2 separate regions of the Gossypium arboreum genome follow, and region 2 is linked to region 1. The links are chromatin contacts, called in public Hi-C maps. All regions are on one chromosome and are shown on one strand. Each heading gives the region's core, a stretch centred on a gene start, on an enhancer-like site or on the middle of the called end of the contact. The rest is flanking DNA. Distances are from core to core; before and after follow the strand shown. Region 1 holds the start of LOC108457042 (protein TRANSPARENT TESTA 9). Region 2 holds the start of LOC108456924 (DNA ligase 4).

Region 1 (6,721 bases), core at 3,137-5,636:
CGCCATCAGTCATCTACATTAAGCGTAATTGCTGCAATTCACCAATGGAACATATATTTTCATATTTAACTGAATACAAAACTTAATTGTACAGCTGATTTGGCTATGCTATCACGTTTTTAAGCTGCAACCACTTATCTATCTTAACATCTAACAAATCTTAAAATTTACAGCACAACACAAAAAAGGAAATCATTATGTTTTCCCCCCATTTTCTGTTATTCTAGGTCTGACAGGCATAGGGTTACAGATCTTCTAATGTGTTAAAATTTAAGAAACTATATAGTGCTTCACCTTTGAACTTTAATTCAAATATGTATTTTAAATAGTTATAAATTCCCATATGATCATTTTTGTTTTTGTTAGGGTTTATGATTTAAGTGTAATACCTAAAAGTATCTGAGCTATCAGGCCAAAATATGCTTAGAACCTCAGCAACTTATTTAAATCTAGATACAACGGCTTCTCTCCTTCATCTTTCATGATAAAAGTTTTAGAAAAACACTTAACAGGCGCATCAACTATTGGAGAAGTGTACCAACCTAAGCTGCATAGTTACTTCAATTTAAGATTCTTATTCTTTAAAATTTATGCTACTTCCTTTTATTTGATAAAAATCTTCACCCATAAATGGAAATTAGAGTTCAAGGCAGAGTGAACTATGAAATAGAACAAAAACCAAAAAGCATAAGAATTTATATCATAATAGTTACGTACAATTAAACTGAAGTATGACAGAAGACAGAAAATAACCTAGACTAAAATTTCAAGATAAAAGAACCATTGTTCCAACCCTGTAAAGGCAGAAGTATAACAAACTCAAAGTCATGATGCTAGTACAGAAACCACTAACCAAAATTATATTACCTGATCATTATATCAGGATGTAAAATTAAAGACCAAGTTCAAAAGACATATATATTCTATACTTTATCAATATATATACACATATATATCTCCAGAAATGATAAAAGATTTACGTAAAAGAACTGCAACAAGAGCTAATAAAAATTTTGACCTTAGGATTGGAATTATCTACTGTGTATATATTGTTAATAAAAGTTTAAAATAATAAAAATCAGAGCAGGAAATGTAAAGCCCATATGCATGAGCAATTGGCTGTAATTAATAAACACATATTTTACCTCAAAGACAAATGTGAACAGGAAAAATCCCTCTCTGCAATAATGCCTCCAGGATGAACCTGTGAAGACGTAGCCTTGTTTGGTATATCAACACATAATTTTCCAGCATTCACCAGAGTAACACTATCAACTAATGGTTCTTCACTTTCATTTGTGCAATTATTTCCAGAAACATAGCCATTGATTTTAACTTCAGAATTTGCAGCAAAAGTCTCTAGTGGATATAAAAGAGCTGCAGCAATGGTGTTTGCCAGATCCTTGATTTTAACGATGCGTAAGATGCAACAGAGTAGGTACAAAGAAGTGACTGCACCAATCTTCAAGTTCTACATTAAGAGGGGAACAAAAATTAAACAGGCAGCGTAAGTATAAGTCAAGGGTCAACTTTCAAATTATAACCAGCCCAACAACCAGTTTTTGGTCCTTTTTTTCTTTCCCTTTTCCTCTTTTTTCATTACAGAATCCAGAATGAAGATCATACACTGTCAGCATCTATTTGAAGAGCTGGAAACAGCAATGGAAGTATCAAAAGCTGCAAAATGTTGTCTGTTATTAAACTCCCAACAACAGGAATCCCAGCAGAGATAACATCACTAAAATAGTAGAGATTGTCCTCAATTTCATCCACTTTAGCAAGTATCGCAGAAACAGACTCCGAGCATGGGTTTCTGTCTTAGCCATAAAACCTATCATGTTAGGAGATAAAAAGGATTCTGTTGTTTCACAATAAGATTATTACTCAGACACTTACTTTGGACGTTCAGAAAACAACTTGCTTAAATTGATGCACTGATCCCGGAAAAATGAGACCAAGTTTGAAAAATAATCAGATTGAGGGGCACTGGCAATGAACTTATTGACAAATTCATCTCCGACTGAACCAAAAAAGATGCATCAGAATATAAATTTATTTGTACCAACAGAAATGTATTTAGAATGGTATAAAAAGGAAATGAAAGGGCAATGAACAAAAATAGAAAAATGGAAACCAACCATGATAAACATTCAGTGTTATAGCACGCACTGCTGTGCGAACCATGCTTTCTTCATGAAAAGCAAACCGTATTGCCTCAACATACAACGGGAAGGAAACAACTTCTTCCTAGAAAAAAAATGACAAATAGAAGAAGTCATTCAACAACTGGAAGTAGAGAAAAAAGAGAGAAGCGGCAGTTTTTAACAAGGGCTAAAAAATGAGTAATAAAGAAAAAAATTTTACAGGGAAACAAATTCCATATATAAAAGAGAGGAACACTTACATCTTGAGTCTTTACAAGCAGAGAAATTGTGTTCTTGTTTAACTTTCCACTTATTGCTCTAGAAAAGCCCAGAATGACAGTTGAAATACCAATGTTAAAAAAATGCTTTCAAGACTTAAATTGGTTAAGAAATTAACAAAAAATAACATATAGAAGTCACCTATAGTGATAAGGACTGCTAAAAGAAAAGAAAACAAACCTTAAGAATGATATATAGTAAGAAAGTAGCTCTTCATTGCGGAAGTCAAATGAATAAGTTATTAGGTAGTTAACATGTTCATTACTGAACATATAGTCTGCAAAAATTTCACAAGGAAGATCAATAAAATCGTCCAACAGTGTTAGAATCAACTCAAAAGACCAAGGAACTGCAAATTTTGGTTTTTTTCTTTCAACAACCAACTTACATATGGCATGTTCTCTTCTTAGGTTTTGAATCAAAATGCTTATTGTTTGAAGTAACTGAAGAGAAACTGTCACAGTTCTGCTAATATTCAGTATACGTACGAACTCTCCCATGACTTGCTTCTCCATGAAAAACCTGCAGGGAGAATGTACGACATAAAAGTGCTGAACCAGAAACATGAATCATATAGGTAGTAAGCATGAAGAAACCTTACTCGAAAAAGGAAGAATCATGTTGATCACCATATGTCAACAACTCCGCAATAGATCTCAATGCCTCAATAACGAAATCCTTCATAATGGATAAAAATATGACGGCAGATGATACAAGGCAAATGACAACTGCAGTAATAACAATAGTATGAAGTATGATTCTATTACCTTATTAACATCATTAACAATTTGAACTTTCTGCAACTGGTTCGTTAAATATCTGCACACCAGGAAACACAACAATTAATCTAAAAGCACGATTTCAAATTCAAAGATACAAAAGTCCAACCCACATTTCCGGAGCAATCAAGCTGCTCTTCAACTTTTGTCTTGGAAACATGAATATATCCATTAGTATCGAAGCTCTAACAACTATTGATTTAAGGTGTCCAACAGCTAAAATTCAACCAGAAAAATATTACATGCTTGTTCAAGGAATTCCAAGGCAACATTTCAGTATCATCAAAGCTATATGAATCTTACCAATATAAACGAAATTAAAATAATAAAAAAACATTAAATTTGACTTCTACACGGGGAATCATTGCGCATACTATTCAATATTCATGTAACATTTCACATTTAATTCACTATTTGGTAGTCAACTTCACCGAGTGCATTTTTTCTATAAAATTGATATAAAAAGCATAAGCAATTTGAAACACAATAGTTCCAGTGAGAAGTAAAAATTATTCAATTTTTTTATATTTACAGAACTTACACAAGTCTATATTACTGAGAAAAACCGAAGATTCACAATCAATTTCTACAGTTAAAGTTTCACAGCAGCACTGACGAGAAATTACCGAACTCAAATTCAAATTTATCAACAATACGAACTTAAATTGTTGAAGACGAACAGAGATAATCCCCAAAATTACAAAAAAAAAAAAAAAAGAGAGAGAGAGAGAGAATAATTCAAACGATTGACAAAAAAAACAATAAAATAAAATAAAACCTGAGTTCGTCTAAGGAGAATCGATCTCTGGATCTCCAAAAGGAAAACCACATGATTGGCTCCTCAAACTTGAGAATTTGGCTCAACACGATTCATTCTTGCTCCGCTGTGCAAATTTTATTCTCCACTAATAATTCCAATAAAATTTTGCTTCAATTTCCTCAATTTTGATCAAAGTAAACTTCAATGGATCTCGATCGAAGAGAAGTTGAGTCAGAAAATCAAGAAAAATAATTTTAAAAAAAGACACGCACACAAACACTTTTTTTGGTGTAATTCCTTGCACAAAAGTGGAATAGAAATTAAAAATATGCAGGTGGTTTGAGATTAATAATTATTATTATGAATTTTTTTTAACCTTTTGGCTAGAAAAGCCGAGAAAGCCTTTGATGAAGTGAAGGCGGAGCTAGCATTCGATATGGGTTACGAGTCGGGTCAAACAAGTACCGGGTGGACCAGGCCCAATAATTTGTTGGGTTTATCCTTCGGTTCTCAATTTTCCAATTGAAGCCCGCAAAAGAATGAAAGCTGAACAAGTGATGAGATAATGAAAAAGGTAAACTACTCAAGGTTATTAAATCGTTAGTAAATTTATATTTTAGTTACTCAATTTAAAAAGTTATAAAATGATTACTTAACTATTCGAATATTTTTATTTAAATTACTGAACTATTAAAAGTTTTTACTTAAGTCACTCGATTGTTAAGGTTTTCTTTTTTAAGTTTGGCTAATGAGCACTAAGTGATGATTCGACAATTGAACGATGATAAGTACCCATCAACAAGTAAAAGAATTCATCTTAGATCCAAGTCGATGTTGAAAAAGATCCGGTTTGAAAATGATTTTCTTACACAGTGAAAAATTAAATTTTGAAAATCAACCCGGTTTGTGATATTTTTAGCAATAAACCCTAGACCGAAATTGTACCTGTGTTTTCTGATAAACGAGTCCTCAATGTTTTTCAAAATATAACCAAACTATCTTCTCTACTATTCTTGTACCACGAACTGCTTCAGATGTGAGCTCAAATTAATTGAATCAAAAAGATAGAACTAGAAAAAGTTTTTTTTTTGTGAAAACAAAAATTCTTTCTTCTTTAATTGAAACCGGTAAAATTGTTATTCTGAAAAATATATATATTTAATAGTAAAGAATAAATTCTCTCTATTTTTCGACAGAGTAACAATCTCTTAAAGTTGTGTGTTAATAGGTCTATCGGTATCATCTATTTATAGGAATAAAAAGTAGAACTTTTGTTAAATTGTAGAGGTTTATTTCAAATAGAAAAATTAACTTCCTACTTAGAGTAAGATTAGGATGAACGACATCCTCTAATATTCCTACTAGGGTTGCCGCCCCCTCATATCCATGAAGAGTTTTTGGGCCTCTCTCATATTGGGTCCAATTACAAGTACTTCATGAACTTTTCAACTCAACACTTTGTAATTTGATCCAACCCGATTCTATTTTTCTATTTCTTAAAATAAATTTTAATATTTTATATTAAATGATTTTCTTATCTCAATTTTACCCCCAACAAAATTATGACGATTTTACCCCTAGTAAATTTTTCAAGAGAATATGTTTAATATTTCACCATTCAACATGTTCACTATGACTGAATGATTTATTTTCATTTTTGGGCTTTAAAATAGCTCAAAAATATAAACTCATTCTTCCGATCATTTTTTAGTAATCCATGTACATTTGCAAATGTATCATTTCTCATTTTCGTTTCTATTTTCATTTCCATTTTAAGAAACTTGCATTCATTTCCAAATAATTCCATTTTTCTATTTCGGAGAAAACCATAATTATTCTTGAATATTTCCCCTTTCTCAATTTCTAATTATTCCATTCATTTTGATTCAAACACACAATTTATTTCTGGTTTCAATAAGCTTGCAAAAGGACCGATTGGACATATGCAATTAGGGTTCAAATAATTTATAATTGAGACTTTTTGCATATTAATTATAAACTCATTTAGTCACAAAGTCATTTCACTATAGTATCATAACTGAGTTCTCCCTAGCGACATACCATTACGAAAGCAACTACTTAGTACTTGACCTTGTCATAAATGTGTTACCCTCATAGGACATCATTGATCTCTTTAGGATAATATCTGTTCTCCTAATATGATCCTATGTTATCTCATAGTAACAATTACATATTCCTTCATGAAAATTCAATTACTATAAAATAGTAATTGAGTTATCTATCACAAAGATGAATGACTCGTGGTCATGTTTACTTTTCATCAACCATGTAATATCAATGAAATGATATCATTTACTCACGTCTCAGACTATGAATTACACATTGTGAATGATGCTACATACCGCAGAAGTTGTACACCCAACGCACTAGCTTTCGATTTCTTATTTATTTGAACTTAGGTTTTTACTTACATTAAAGTGTACGAGTCACAAATACATAATTTGTCGTCTACTCAAGATTTAGGTATGCCATACTATGAATGTCACATGTGAATAAATCCATAAATGGATTTAGGATTTATTATTCTTGGGTCTTATCCAATATCCAGTCAGTCATATCGTCTTTATCTTCTAAGAGTCATCTGCTTCGATACCCAAGACAAAGCATCTCCCCAATTGGATTTGATAGACGACATATTAGTCTTTCAATAAGTTTACTCATTTACAATTAGACTAAGAACATGTTTAAGTTTGTCTACAAATATAAGTTATCTTTTTATATTACGATCCGACAACGTA
Region 2 (7,219 bases), core at 3,104-5,603, 140 kb before region 1:
ATGTTGTTAATTTTTCTGTTAAATTTAAATTTATTGTAATATTTCTTTTGTTACATGATTAATTTTTCTATTTCAAAATATCTCCAATGAATATAAAAAAATCATCAGCCTAATAATTGGACTTGAAATTTTTAATCTTAAAAATAGAAGAATAAATTCTAAATATATTAAAGTATAGGGACTCAAAAGCATATTTTAACATTTGGGAAATCCAGTTTATTCTAAAGAAATAACAAGCAGGGCTGGCTGGCTGGCCCAACGTGAAAAGCCTTTGTTCAACCTTTTCTTTTCCTTCTTCAATTTGTTTAGATCTTCCCCATTCCCGTAGGCCACGCAGTGAGCAAAATAAGGGAAATTTAGGGTTTTATTTGAATTAGGGGAAAATGGCGATGAGGAAAGTTTACAGCGAGATAAAAGGGATGAAATTGAAGGAAGTTCCTGGCTACTTCAAGCCGATGCTATCTATGGGTTACTTGAAGAAATCTGTTCAGAGGGGTTTGGACAATTACCATGCTAAGTACATTGAGACTGATTCTATCGAACCTCTCTACCATGTCTGTTTCGGTGGGATGATCTTTTCTTACCTTGTTGCTCTTCCCAACGAGCGACGCCACCTCGAGCTCAAGAAGCATGCTGAGGAACACGGTCATCATTAATCCCATCTAGGTACTTTTCATCTCGTTTTTATTTTTGGATTTTTGGGAGATTCATTGGCATGGCTTGTCCTTTTAGATTGATGAGTGACAGGTTTTTTTTTTTTTTGTGATGGAATGAGAAATTTCATTTATAGTTGTTGAAATGTGGGTGAATTTGTGTTTAGATCCATTTTTTTTTTGTGATTTTTAATTTTCATGATTGATGATTTAATTGAGCTTTTGTTTTTCCTAAATATTTGTGTCTTATTTTAATTGAATTTTATTGCTATGATGGGTTAACAAGCGTTTGGTGAGTCTTCTTAAAATTCTAAATGGGGAAAAGTCTTCCGAGTGTTATCTGTCCGGACAGAACCCTCTATGGGTCTGTATTGTCCTTGGGCAGGGTTTTGTCTCCCGGCTTTGCGGAGAGAGCCCGAGTGCCTGAAGTGGTGGATTGAACAGAGTGAGAGCGCCTCGTTTAAATGGACTGTGCTTGGCTCATGGCTAGCTACCAAGGAGTTGTGAGCGTCCACTGGTAGGGGTTGAACCTAAGTTGCCCAATGTTGTCATTTAAGGGGCACGGGTTCAAGCTCTATCATAGGCAAATGTCCACATTCCCTTTGTAGGTAGCTGTGTGCCGTGCATGGTCCATTTCAACAAGGGGCTCCCACTTTGTTGAACTCCCCTGTCCCTACTTAAGACACTTGGGCTGTCTGCTCTCTGCAGAGTCGGGTGACAAAACCTTGACTTGGGACAGTACCGACCTATACAACATTTTGGAGACTTCTCTCAAACAAGCTGGCTTCCCCTCAACAATTACCCACTTCTAGAAGATAATGAATGTATTGACACTTGGCATTACATCACCCTGCTGCTGCCTAATTGTATATATATCATCCCATGGGCAGAGAAGCAAAGCAAATATGTTGAGTAACTGTTCATATGTTTCGTGAACCATATAGACTTAGTTGGCATACATAGTATCTTCATTTCCAAAGCTGACCAGATAAGTTTCATAGAAACAATAGGACAAATATTGTGGCTGATATGAGAAGATGGCATTTGGTACATTTCTTGAAATTTTAATTGCAGTGTAAAGGTGCTATGTTTACATTTGTAGTGTTTTCCATGCGATCACATTTAGTCAACAAATTTGGTCATAAGGGCTATGTTCAAGTTCAAATGATAACTAATTGTGCGTAGTGGAGAGTCTAGGAGGGTGTTGATAGGAACTTTGTTGAAGCTGTGTGTGAAATTGGTAGTAAAGGATATGATTTGGTATTCCAATTCTCGAAGATAATTAATCTCTCTCGCTCTATGTGCCTAAAAATACGAAGCTTGGTTTTGTATACAGTGATATGCTGTTCTCATTTGCCACTTTCATAAGAAAAAAAACTATTTGGTGTTATAATGCCATTCAACTTTCCCTGCATTCCCTGATTTAAACTACTTGGCTTATTATTTTTACTGATTGGTCATAAGAATTTCATGTATTATTTTTGCAGCTTTAAAGATGGTTTGGATCGTTGTTGTGCCCTTCTCGGTTTTATCCAGTAACAATTCGATTTGCTTAATGCTTTTTGGTTGTAATTTGTGAACAAATGTTGGCAGAGGAAGATGCTGTCTTGATCAAATGCAAAAATAAAAGAGTACATTTTCTTTAAAATAAGTGAAAGACTATTAGACTACCATGGAAACACAATATGCTGTTTGGTATGGTATGTGTTGCTGGTTTCTGTTGATTTGATTAATAAGGGTTTGTTTCATTTTTATTTTACTTGATGACTATCTTTTGGTACATAAATAGTACACTAAGAACCATAAAAAAAAATTAAATCAAAAGATCATAGAAGAGACACTAAGCTGTGGTATAGAAGAGGTCATCCCTTTTGTGCAACATCTAATGCAAAGCTTTACAGCAAATTCAACGACATCGACACACTTTTCCAACTGAACCTTGTTTTGTATATGGTGTTTAAAACCACTGCCTCGTGGCGTTCTCCGATAAACTCGACCATAGTTCGATAGGATGTTTAAGAGTCGCCGACACTGTAACTTCCAAAGCCGGTAACTCTAATAGCTTAATTAATTTCAACATCTTTGTACACATCATACATGTTAGATCAAATAACATTATAATTGACTTAATACTAATCATAATGCACAATGGATTGAAATAAATATGAGAAGAACTCATATATGGCATTTGTACTCTGTAATACATTATATAATATGATTTTAGTGTATAGTGGGATAGTTAAGGTCTCGAAGTCTTGGTCTTTACCAATATTGCCAAGGTTTCATTACGGTCTTTTAGCATATTACCGAGTATGTTATATTATTATGTAATGTAAGATTTGTTGTTTATAGTTGACGAAATGTAAGATTATTTAAAGCATATTTTATAAATTGTATTTAGAACTTTTTTCTTACTTTACAAAGGTTAAAAGATTATAATATTTTATTTTAACAATAAATGGATACATTTTAATAAAAATAATTATACATATATTTTTAAAATAAATAAATAAATTAGAATTGGAATGAACAATAAGCAATTAGAGTGTTCTTTTATCAGTGACAAGAAGAAGAAGAAGAAAAATAAGCTTTTTGTATTAAAAATATGCTATTTGTTATGGTTTAGCGCAAATTAGACTAAAAAGATAAAAATAATATTAATGCAATAGACAAAATGTAATATAGTATATTAAATGTTTATTTTTAAACTTAGGGTAATAAATAAAGTTGGATTGTAAAATGAAAAAAATAAAAGAATTAAATAATTTAATTAATCAGCTTTTATTATTTATTTTGATTTAACTAAAATGAATAAAATCATTAAAAACAATATATAATTATAAAAACAATGTTTTAAAAAAATTGTGGATAAATCTCAAAATTATATATGAACTATAATTTTGTGCAATTTTATGCATAAACTTTTCGATCAATTATTGACATAGGATCAATTTATGTGTTTATATATTACATACACAGATAATTATATTTATTAAATATAAAAATAAATTGATGTATTTATTTCTTTAAATGTGTATGATCGAATCAAATTTAAAGTTTCATGTATACATTTGAATCACAATCAAAGTTTTATGTGTATAATTGCCCCAAATTAAAGTTCATGTATTAAATTGCATATTGAATTAAAGTTCATGTACAATTTTGACATTTATCCCTTACTAAAAAATCATTTTATATAAAAAGGTAATTACAACCAGTGTTATTAAATTATTAGTAAATTTATGTTTTATTCAATCAATTTTAAAAGTTACAAAATGATTATTAAATTATTTGAAATCTTTTATTTAAGTCATTGAACAATTTAAAAGTTTTTATATAAACTATTGAGCTTTTTTTTTCCTTTAAAGTTCAATATTGAGCTCCAAATGATGATTCGACGATAGGTATAATAGATCAATACTCATCGATGAATAAAAAAAAACTATTTAGATTATTGGTTCGTAAATTTATGTCGTTAAAAGTTATTTCATACAAAAAAAGAACCTATAGAAAAAAAAGGAGAAGGGCTTTCTATTGGTGTAGACAATGCAAATAGAGAATCTCATGTTACTTTGATTTTAATAGCAAGTGACTTAAATAAAATAATGATTATTTTATAACTTTTTGAGGTTAAGTGACTAAAATGTAAAGTTATTAATAGTTTAGTGAGCATGAGGCATAGTTTACCGCATACAAAATTTCACTTTAACCAGAAAATGATACCGAATCAGCCGTAAATCCCCAATTCGAAGTTTGAACCGAGTACCAAACTCACAATTTGTCCTTTTATTTTCTTAAAACGGTGACGTAGCTCGGTTCTTCTTCGTCCTTCCTCTGCAAGCTATTAAAACGGAACGCAAAACTGGCGGTTTAAATTCTCTAAGCTACAAAAATAAACCAGAAGCACCGTTCTCTCTATCTCATCTAACACCAAAAAAGAAATTCAAACAACAAAGAAAAAATTTAAATAAAATGACGGAAGAAATAAAGTTAAGCGTTTTAGTGAGTTTATTCACATGGATCCAGAGGAGCCGACCGTCGGCGAAGAAGCGGTCTAAGTTTCGTAAATTCCTCGACACCTTTTGTAAACCATCCGATTACTTCAGTGCTATGCGGCTTATCCTTCCTTCACTCGATCGAGAACGTGGAACTTACGGCCTCAAGGAGTCTGTTCTCGCAATTTGCCTCATCGATGCTCTCGGCTTGTCGAGGGATTCTGCTGATGCTCTACGTCTTATCAATTGGCGCAAAGGTGGAGCTAATACTGGTGCTAATGCTGGGAACTTTGCTCTTGTTGCTGCTGAGATTTTGCAGCGTAGGCAAGGTACGGTTTCCGGGGGACTTACTATCAAGGAGTTGAATGAGTTGCTTGATCGATTGGCTTCTGCTGAAAGCAGGTGATTTTTTTACTTGTTATTGCTTTTCGTTTTGCTTATTTGAAAGTTAATTGGAAAAAAAAGAGATGAATGTTGTTGTGGTTGACCTAAAGTGAGCTAGAAGTTCGAATGTAATACATATTAGGAGATGATTGTTTCATATAAATGTAAGAATATATTTAAAAAGAAAAAGAATGAAATTGAGAAATTTCAAGAGTATCATTTTTATTTTAATCAATGGGTTGTTTCCCGCTTTTTTTTTTTCTGGAAAAAAATTGAACATTGATTGTCGAACTCTGGCTAATAATTCAAAAGTTGTATTTGTTACTCGTGACATTGGTTCCAGTAGTATCCAACTGTTTCAAAGTCATTGAAGTTTTGTTTTTGTAACCAAATGAGCTTTTGACTTTTTGTTTCTTGAATAAAAAACAATTAGAAAAAGTAATAACTAAATGTAGTCCAAAGTGTTGTAAATGCATTACTTGAATATTTGGTCCTGTCCTCTATGTTTCTGACGTCAGGGCTGAGAAGACTGCAATCTTTGCTACTTTGATTAATAAGACAAATGCACAGGAAATGAAGTGGGTTATCATGATTATTCTAAAAGGTATTATCTCTTAGCAACTGAACTCCTGAGTTTTCTGTCTGCTGTGAAAGCTTTGATCCCTAGTTTACTTTTCCTGCAGATCTCAAGTTGGGAATTACTGAGAAGAGCATATTTCAAGAATTTCATCCAGATGCGGAAGACTTGTTTAATGTCACGTGTGACCTAAAATTGGTTTGTGAAAAGTTAAGGGATCCTACTCAGCGTCATAAGCGTCAGGTGTGTTATACACATTGAAGCTACTCTCAGTTTCTCTTTTAACTGCCTCTGTTAGGTTAAGTCTCTAAATTTTTATTGGTCTGTAGTGTTCTAAAGCTATCAGTTGAGGGACTTGCTGTTCTAGTTCACTTTGTAAAGAGTTTATAAATTGAAAAAAAAAATATTAACATCTGGCATCAGCTGATTTGTGTTTAGGTTGCTCTTAGCTAGTGCGTCGGGACTAAAAAGAACGTCTGAAGTGATGACTGAGCATTCTTTTCATTTATGATTTTACTTCTCTTTCTAACAATTTGATCTCATTTTTTCTTTTTCATATCTTATCTGCACTAAAATTCTGTGTTTGGAAAATTTAAATCTGTAATTGCTAGGTAATCTAGATGAAATAGGTTACTCCCTTCTCCCTCTCTTCCTCCCTTAGAAAACATCCTCCTGCTTGCTCTACTTTATTGTTCAATGAGAACATTTAATTTTCAGAGAGGGTAAAGCCCGAAATTACCTTTAAGCTTTTCTGGAAATGGCAATTAAGTCTTGGAACATTAGTTATGGTTTAGTTAAACTTCTGTTTAGACAAATCTATCCTTATTTGTACTGAAGTAAAGAAATATTCCATGAACAATCATCTCATCCAGATATTAATAGTATGTTCTCCAAGTGACATTACTCTTATTTTCAGGACATTGAGGTTGGAAAGGCTGTACGCCCACAACTAGCTTTGAGAGTTCGTGATCCAGCTGCTGCATGGAAAAAGGTAAGGTGTTGCATAGTTGGCTTCAAAAAGTTACAGCTGATCTTTGTCCCAAATAGTCAGTAATGGAGTAATAGCATCCATTTTTTATTTTATTCTTAATGACATCATAATTCAAACTTTTTTAAGGATTATTGTCACTGTCAACAGTTCCTATCTCTTCATCTTATGTTAGTTGAAGAAATACTTTCCTTTAAATTTTTTATATATTTTCCTATTGAATAATCTTTAATTCTCTTCCCCTTTCCTAGCTTCATGGTAAGGAGGTAGTTGTTGAGTGTAAATTTGATGGCGATCGCATCCAAATCCACAAAAATGGAACAGACATACACTACTACTCCAGGTGAGCAGCTACAACCCCCAAACAAAAGGTCTCCTTTTGATATGTCAAGGTTAGTGCAACTGAAGCATAGAATACCCTTTTTGGTGGGCAAACCTCCCTGCAACAGTAGGATCTCTTATATTCAGATCCATTCTTCCTTGAGCTATCAAAACTGGAACGAAAAGGGGGGAATAGGAAAATGGCTTTTCATATTGCTCTTCCTTAGAGAAAAAAAGGGTGTTCTGTTTATGTGATGTGCACATGAAGTTAGTAATTATAATGTGTTCTGTTGGCTCTAAC

What was found. A called contact is a pair of places that touch in the nucleus more often than the background predicts.
Region 2: a Hi-C map of leaf shows a contact between it and region 1, with 2.8 times the contacts expected there. The contact joins the promoter of LOC108456924 here to the promoter of LOC108457042 in region 1. A contact is called at or near these places in 2 of 5 Hi-C or Micro-C datasets (both in leaf).

Annotation. Positions count from the first base shown.
Region 1 is chr13:127,021,389-127,028,109 of ASM2569848v2, reverse strand. LOC108457042 (protein TRANSPARENT TESTA 9) reads right to left here and starts at 4,386. Exons shown (of 21, transcript XM_017755858.2): 1 at 3,981-4,386; 2 at 3,191-3,242; 3 at 3,025-3,101; 4 at 2,812-2,945; 5 at 2,604-2,700; 6 at 2,405-2,462; 7 at 2,139-2,247; 8 at 1,897-2,020; 9 at 1,627-1,813; 10 at 1,146-1,471. The coding sequence starts at 4,033.
Region 2 is chr13:127,161,043-127,168,261 of ASM2569848v2, reverse strand. It overlaps LOC108456924 (DNA ligase 4), which reads left to right and starts at 4,353. Exons shown (of 25, transcript XM_053024258.1): 1 at 4,353-5,050; 2 at 5,551-5,636; 3 at 5,716-5,852; 4 at 6,526-6,600; 5 at 6,849-6,940. The coding sequence starts at 4,626. LOC108461285 reads left to right here and starts at 225. Exons shown (of 2, transcript XM_017761119.2): 1 at 225-666; 2 at 2,141-2,304. The coding sequence starts at 384. The coding sequence ends at 656.